2 separate regions of the Sus scrofa genome follow, and region 2 is linked to region 1. A link is a contact called in public Hi-C data. All regions are on one chromosome and are shown on one strand. The core of a region is the stretch at or near the end of the contact, and the rest is flanking DNA. Distances in the headings are between cores, read along the strand shown.

Region 1 (3,488 bases), core at 249-2,748:
TATATTTGTATCTGTTTTTATGATATGATTTAGATCACATTTAGCCTTACTTTTAACACATTACCTCAATCAGAAATAAAAAAGCAGCAAATCAGGACTGCTCCAGGAAATCTTGGGGTATAAAGTGAGCTCCCTTCCCTTCTTTGGGACACAACTTAGATTAAAGCCCCATAGGAATGATGACCACCCCTCCCTCTATTCCTATGCTGTTGCTTTTATTCTTCTCCTCTTAATTCCTCCGTACCCACCCATATTTCATCCTGTGGCCCTCTTCCCCATCATCTCACATTTCTTCTACAGGGGGACTCCCCCAGGGCTGGTAGCCCAAAGCTGCTGTTATAGCCGCCATGGGCAGGTGAATTCCTCACCCCCCAATACAGGTAAGTTACTCATCTTCTTACCCTCAAATCAAGGCCATATTCACAACCTCCTCCAGACTTCCCATACACATGCCTGGTATTTCCACAGGCAGCCAAGAACTGAAGCAGGGGGAGCAGGAAACAGAGAATAGGTGAGGTCTGAGCCCCTCCCCTACCAGCCTCCCACCGCCTCAGACTTCTTTCCCAACATCACTCTCGGCTGCTTCCTCCTAAATCTCACTCTGAATTGAGTATCAGTTCCTCCCACAAAGCCTTTGACCTAACATCCTACAAGCCTCTTTCCCCCTAGGTTCAACTTCACTGCTTCCCTTTGGCGTTCTCTGAGGGGTTTCAAGTTGGGACATAGCACTAATGGTTCCAGCCTCATACCCCATCACATGTCCTTTACACTAGACCGACAGACTTTGAAGAAGCTGTGATATTAATTCTCACTGTGTACCCCGGTAACCCACTCTCTATCTCCCTCCCCGCCTACTAGGTCTGCCAGTGAGGAGCAGGTCTTGTCACAGGATGGGTCTGGGGAAGAACCCTTGCACACAGTTCCTCCACAGGCCCAGGCTCCACCAGCCCGGTCCTGGACAATGGGTGGGGACATGTTCAACGCCAGGTTCATTCGAAACTTGCAGGAAAGTCGCAGTACCAGGCCTTGGTGACCACAGCTCCCTCTCACACCTTTAAAGTCAGTATTATTTCTCTCTCACACACAGGACGTAGCCAAAGCTTACCCTCACAGTGGATATATCCATCCTTTCATTCATTGGACAGGCGTTCTTATCAGTGCCAAGTCATTTGTATCTTATTTTTAACCACAGAAATAAAGTATTTATTTTTATCACAAGAGTTAATGAAAAATGCGACTGTCATTATTTCAAACCCACCCCTCATTCGTGGCACACCCTGCTCAGCCCCATCATCTCCGACTTTTGCGCAAGCGCCGCAGGTGAGAGCCTTGCTCAAGGCCGCTAATCCACTGCGCAAGCGCTCTTGAGGCAGCCTCCGATCCGGCTAGCGCAGGCGCACTTACTGCAGATCAGCGCCTCACCGCCTCCCTGGAACCCGCCGCAGTGCGCAAGCGCGCAACATCTCGGTTTCCCTCCCCTCAGTCCCTCACCCCCCCTCCTTTCCCCTTCAAGAAGCCGGCTCCGGGGCGCGCTCACCCCTGTGAGGAGGCCGGAGACCGGACACCAGAGGCGCTCTCTCCACTCCCGGAAGATCATGTACCAGCCCAGCCGGGGGGCGGCCCGGCGTCTCGGCTCCTGCCTCCGTGCCTATCAGGCTCGTCCCCAGGTGAGAGCAGAGAGGAAGCGGGAGGGGAGGGGAGAGGAGGGGGCGGGGAGAGACCCTCCTCAGAGCCGGGGCGGAGCGCGCGTCCCGTTCTGCGCAGGCGCGGTGACGTCCCACTATTCCTTCCCACCTGTGCCCAGCGGCGCGTGGAGGGGCGAGGGGTCGCGGGGACGCGAGGTTGGCGTCGCCAGCCCTGATGCGCAATGGGCTGCGCGTTTTCCCGGGTCTGCGGAGGCAGGCGGGGTTGAAGCTGGGGCGGCGGGGCTCGTCCGCATTTCGCCCGCGTCTCTGCGGTTACCTGTGTCTGGAGGTGATTTGAAGGGCAGGGGGCGGAGAGGTTCGCGTTGCCGCCCAGGAGCCGACCAGACGGACCTGCGGGCCGCGCTGTGCAGCCCGCGCATCTTGCACCCGGATAGCGGTCCCGGCGGGAAGGCCGGCCCAGGTGGACCCGGTTCAGGCCCCTGCGCCTGGGCGGGCAAGATGGCCACGCCCCCGGCGGAGACGGCGCCACCGGGACACGGTCGGGGACGGAGGTACCTGCGCGGCCCGCCCGTCCCCCCCTAGATAATGAGACCCCTAGAGGTTTTCTTGGGAGCTTAGGCCTGATTTGGGGTAACCTCCCCCTTATTGATGTTTCACCGTCAGTAAACCAGGTCCATCCAGCCTTTAACAGTCTCCTGGGCTTTTCCGTGTCATTAGAGGAGCCCAGATGATGAGCTTACATTTATATATTGCTTTACAGGAGGCAGTTTTATTTATATTTATTATCTCATATAGTCCTCATAATAACTCTGTGGCTTCACAGTTCTCGTTTATAGGACATTTAATGGAAACTCAGGCTTAGGGAATGAGAGTGCCTGAAGGTTGCATACAGAATTGGAACTCAAGTCTCCTAGTTCCAGTTGGATGTTCTTTTCTCTATACATCTGCCTCACACACTCGTGGAGCTGTGTTACAGGCCACATCATTTTATCTATGAGACCTGTTAATTCATTCATTTGGTCATTCTTCAAATGTGGATTCTTGCACATTTGAGAGAGGCAAACTTGCCCCCAAATAATGTTGAAATCTTAAATCTAAAGTTAATTGCTAATGTTTGGGAGAGGCATTTGTACTTTTGTCACAAGAAAGTGTTTCCTCTTAAGTAGAGATGGAGATGAATTTTTCCTCTAGTAATTCCATCTCGTGTCAGGAAGAGCAAGTGGGATCGGAAGCGTGTTAACGGGCAGTTTGGATGGAGGGGCATTATGTAGCTGCATTTTTATCTTTCTCCCTTTTTTTCTCCTCCCTAGGACCAGCTTTCTCCAAGGGCTCTACCATTCCCACCCCTTTGGCCCCACTCCACCACAACCATTTCTCCATCTTTGCCTCTTCTCTGGTCTCCCCCACCGCCACGCCCTCCCACCCAGCCTCTTCCCCGAGCTCCCTCACTACCCCTCCCTCAGGTCCAAGCCCTCACCTCACCATGGGTGGTTCAGCCCCCAGGACAGGTGGAGGAGGGACCAGGACCCGAGTTACATAGCGGCTGCCTGGATGGGCTTAGGAGCCTATTTGAGGGACCTCCCTTCCCCTGTCCTGGGGCTCTGATACCTTTCCAAGCCCCTGGGACCGCCCACCCTTCCCCTGCCACTCCTTCAGGAGATCCAAGTATGGAGGAGCACCTGGCTATCATGTATGAGAGACTGAGACAAGAGGTAAGTTGGGTCAAAAGCAGTCTTTAGGAGTTCTTGCTGTGGTGCAGTGGGTTAAGAATCCAACTATAGTGGCTTGGGGTCACTGTGGAGGTGTGGGTTTAAGCCTGGCCAGTGCAGTGGGTTAAAGGTA
Region 2 (3,488 bases), core at 387-2,886, 590 kb after region 1:
CCAGCTGAGCAGCATCCCTGCCACCCAGCTCGCAGACCCCCACCCAGGCCGCCCCACGGCCCAGGAGATAGCGCACAGCTGCCCCCTGGCCTGCTCGGGCAGCACACATCAGTGGGGTCCACCAGAAAGCATCTCGAGCGTTGATATTCCCTCCAGCTCCCCCTGCCTCATGGGGATCCAACAGCTTTTTCAGTTTTGCCAGGTCCCCCTCCTGGGCTGCCCTCAGTATCTGCTGGGTCATCTTGTCCTCTGCCTCAAGGGATCTCCTTTGTCCATCTTCTCCTGATGCTCCTGCTGTAGTCTCCCTCATCGTTCGTCTTTTCTTCCTCTTTCTAGCAGGCTCAGGCTGAGATCTCTGGGGCTCAGGGGTGCTGTCCTCGTCCCCAATCAAAGCTTCATAGAAAGCCCGGGCTGCAGCCCCATCCAGGGTGGGCTCCAGCTCTTCAGGGTGTGACTGCAGTTGCCCATCTTTCCAGAGATCACTGGGGTCAGTGGCTGGGGTAAAGTTAATGAGGGAGGACCCGGACATGGCTTTGGGGAGAGTTGGGAAAATGAGATTAGGCAGGGGGAAGCCAAGTCCCAGATGGTCCTGCAATGACCAGAATCACCTACAGACACCTGCTGGGATAAAAACAAGTATCCTTAGAATCAAAAATCCCCTCCCGGGAGTTCCCTTCGTGGCTCAGTGGTTAACAAACCTGATTAGATTCGATCCCTGGCCTCAGATCAGTGGGTTAAGGATCCGGCGTTGCTGTGAGCTGTGGTGTAGGTTGCAGACACGGCTGGATCCTGCGTTGCTGTGGCTGTGGTGTAGGCCAGCAGCTGTAGCTCCAATTCCATTTCTAGCCTGGGAGCCTCCATATGCCACCGGTGCAGCCCTAAAGACAAAAACAAACAAAAACCCTCCTACGCGGAAAGTGAACCCCGAGGACCACGGATTGTGTAAAAATAGGAAACCCTATGGTAACAGACCATGCCCCTTAGTAAAGGTTAACAAAGTAGACTCTGTAAGACAGTTGCCCAGAAGTCCTGTGCTCTGCCCCCACTCCATCCTCACCATCAATAATAACAGCCTTTCTCTGAAACTACTTTACAACTGCGCGGGACATACCATTAAGGAAAACAATCAGCCTGGCTCTTTAAATCTTCCTGGATCCTATTTCGGGGTATTCTTAAACAAAAACAGACTTGACATTTGTCCGGAAGCAGGAAGCCGATTCGCGGGGAGGTTCCACTCGTTGCTTTGCAGCTTCCGTACTGCAAAATGGCGCTACTCTAAGCAAAGGCGTCCACAGTCAAAGCCGCATGCGCAGCTGAATGGGGAGCGGGCGGGGGACAAACAAAAACAATACTGGAGCACGCAGGCGCGCTGCTCCGGGCTATTTCCCGCCCTGGAATCTTTCCAATAACACAAGCGCAAAACGCCACGTGCCCTGGTAGCGCGAGGATCGAGAAATATCTGTCGGTTGGGGTCCTGCTTTTACCTAACGCCCCCACAATGCTCTTCGCCTCCCTCAACGTGGCCCCCGCTCCAAGCTCATTTTCTGGACCTGGGAAACCACCCTCTGGGTTAAGAAAGGCCCTGAGGCGGAGAATGCCCAGAAGCCGTGAAATGAAATAGTCACGCAGCCCCTCACCATTAATCTGACCAGGGTTGGAAGGTCGCACTTAGCACCCGCAGCAGAAGGCCCTGTTCAAGCCTTAAAAGGAAATGGAGAAGTGCAAGGGGACGAGCAACAGAATGGCTGGCGCCACCTCAGGTTAGCGCACGGGACCTTCCCGATTCTCACACCTCTCAGCTCAGCCAGCACACCCTACCCAGGTCCCTCAGCGCGGAACCCGGCCTCACCTCCCACCTCAGGAGATCAAACCCTTGAGTGAAATATGGGCCCCGTTGAGGGTCTCCTTGGCAGGCTGACTCGGACAGGGGGGCTCCACAAGCGATAAGGGCCAGGCAGCTGGTCGGTGATGAGGTCAATGGTCTGGGTAGCAGGGCCGCACGCCTGAGGCTCGTTGTGTGAGAGGGAGCGGCAGTAAATGATCCAGCCTGTCTTGTTCCTTTCCCCGCCCCCTCTCAGCCCCACGGTGATAAGATCACTCGACTATATTTCCCAGGCTCCCTGGCCCAGAACACGGTACTGCGTTTCCGCTTCCGGTGGCGGCTCCCTACGCCCCGCCCCGGAGCGTTTCCCTCAGGGGCCTCGCGACACCAGGGTCGTGGGCGGGTCGTCCTGGGATTCGTAGTTCGCCCTTTCTCAGTTGCGCCAGTTTCTAGCTTCCGAGGACTCCATCTCCCGGCGTTCACCGCGGCGCACGATTTTAAGCGCTTGCGCGTTGCCCTCTTCCCCACCCTCCCCAGTTTCCACTCCCCCCGCCCCACTTCGCCTGCCGCGGTTGGATCCGCGGCCTGCGTTGTAGCCGTCGCCGCGGTTCCTTGGAAGCAGAAACTCCCCTCCCCTCCCCGCCCCCCCGGTCCCAGTCCCCGTCCAGCCGGTGAGTCTGAGGTCGTTGCCGCGCCGCGTCCCCTGTTCCTGGGCGCGGCACAAGGGGTCTCCGTGCCTTGATGTGGGGGTGGGGAAGGAAGTGACCAGGTCCGGGACCGAAGGAAGGAGGGGGTGGTCTGAAGGATGGAGGCGGGATAAGGAGACTCCCGTGAAAGGGACCTAACTGCCATCCCCAGACTTTGAGAAAAAGAGGAGCTTAGCTCTTGCCTGGAAAGAAACTTCGGAAACCTTGGGAATGGGGCCGGGGACAAACGGAGACTTGCGGGGGTAGGGAATCTGAGCCGCAGGCCCTGCTGGAGTTGACATAGAGGAGAGAGGGGCCTGGCCTTGGGGAGCGTTAGGGATGTGGATAGGACTAATGGGTCAAGACCTGCCGGTTACACACAAGTGTTGGGACCCCAGAGAATTTCCTGTCTCTGAAAAAAGGGGTTGAGGTGTGAATAGGAGGAGCTGGAGAGAACTGCTCCAGTCTAGGATCCTTTAAGAAAGGGTGGCCCTAAATTCTTCTGTGGTTGGAGGGCAAAGTGTGGGAAGAGGGAGGATATCAGAGGCAGGGAGGAGAGCTTAGGCTGACACTCTTCTTTTTCTAGCTGAAGTGAAGATGAGCAGCTCAGAGGAGGTGTCCTGGATTTCCTGGTTCTGTGGGCTCCGTGGCAATGAATTCTTCTGTGAAGTGAGTTCTTAACCTCCTTGTCCCTTTCCACATATAATCTGGCCAGGCATTCTCTCGCATAGTATATATTCAGTTTCTAGATACTTGTTTTACAGTCTTCCGTAAAAACCCTTTCACGTTAAGAAAGAGTCTCCTTAGTAATTCTCTCACTAACTCATACTGAAGGCAAGACTGGGCCTCAGGTTGACCCTGCCACCCTCCAGCAATGTAATGTTGGACTCATCAACCCATGTTTTTATTACCACAGTGCTACCGGTAGCACCTGTTTCTGGTAGCTATTAGGAGAATTAAGACACCTCACGTTAAAATGT

Evidence for each region. A called contact is a pair of places that touch in the nucleus more often than the background predicts.
Region 2: a Hi-C map of liver shows a contact between it and region 1, with 11 times the contacts expected there. The contact joins the promoter of GPANK1 here to the promoter of C7H6orf136 in region 1. A contact is called at or near these places in 1 of 47 Hi-C or Micro-C datasets (liver) and 1 of 2 datasets of contacts at active chromatin or transcription factors (skeletal muscle).

What each region holds. Positions count from the first base shown.
Region 1 is chr7:23,184,232-23,187,719 of Sscrofa11.1, forward strand. C7H6orf136 (chromosome 7 open reading frame, human C6orf136) reads left to right here and starts at 1,499. Exons shown (of 6, transcript NM_001243459.1): 1 at 1,499-1,667; 2 at 2,957-3,358. The coding sequence starts at 1,596. It also overlaps a transcript of ATAT1 not described here.
Region 2 is chr7:23,778,710-23,782,197 of Sscrofa11.1, forward strand. GPANK1 (G-patch domain and ankyrin repeats 1) reads right to left here and starts at 1,637. Exons shown (of 3, transcript NM_001145383.1): 1 at 1,112-1,637; 2 at 1-618. The coding sequence starts at 529. CSNK2B (casein kinase 2 beta) reads left to right here and starts at 2,485. Exons shown (of 7, transcript NM_001145377.2): 1 at 2,485-2,493; 2 at 3,095-3,177. The coding sequence starts at 3,106.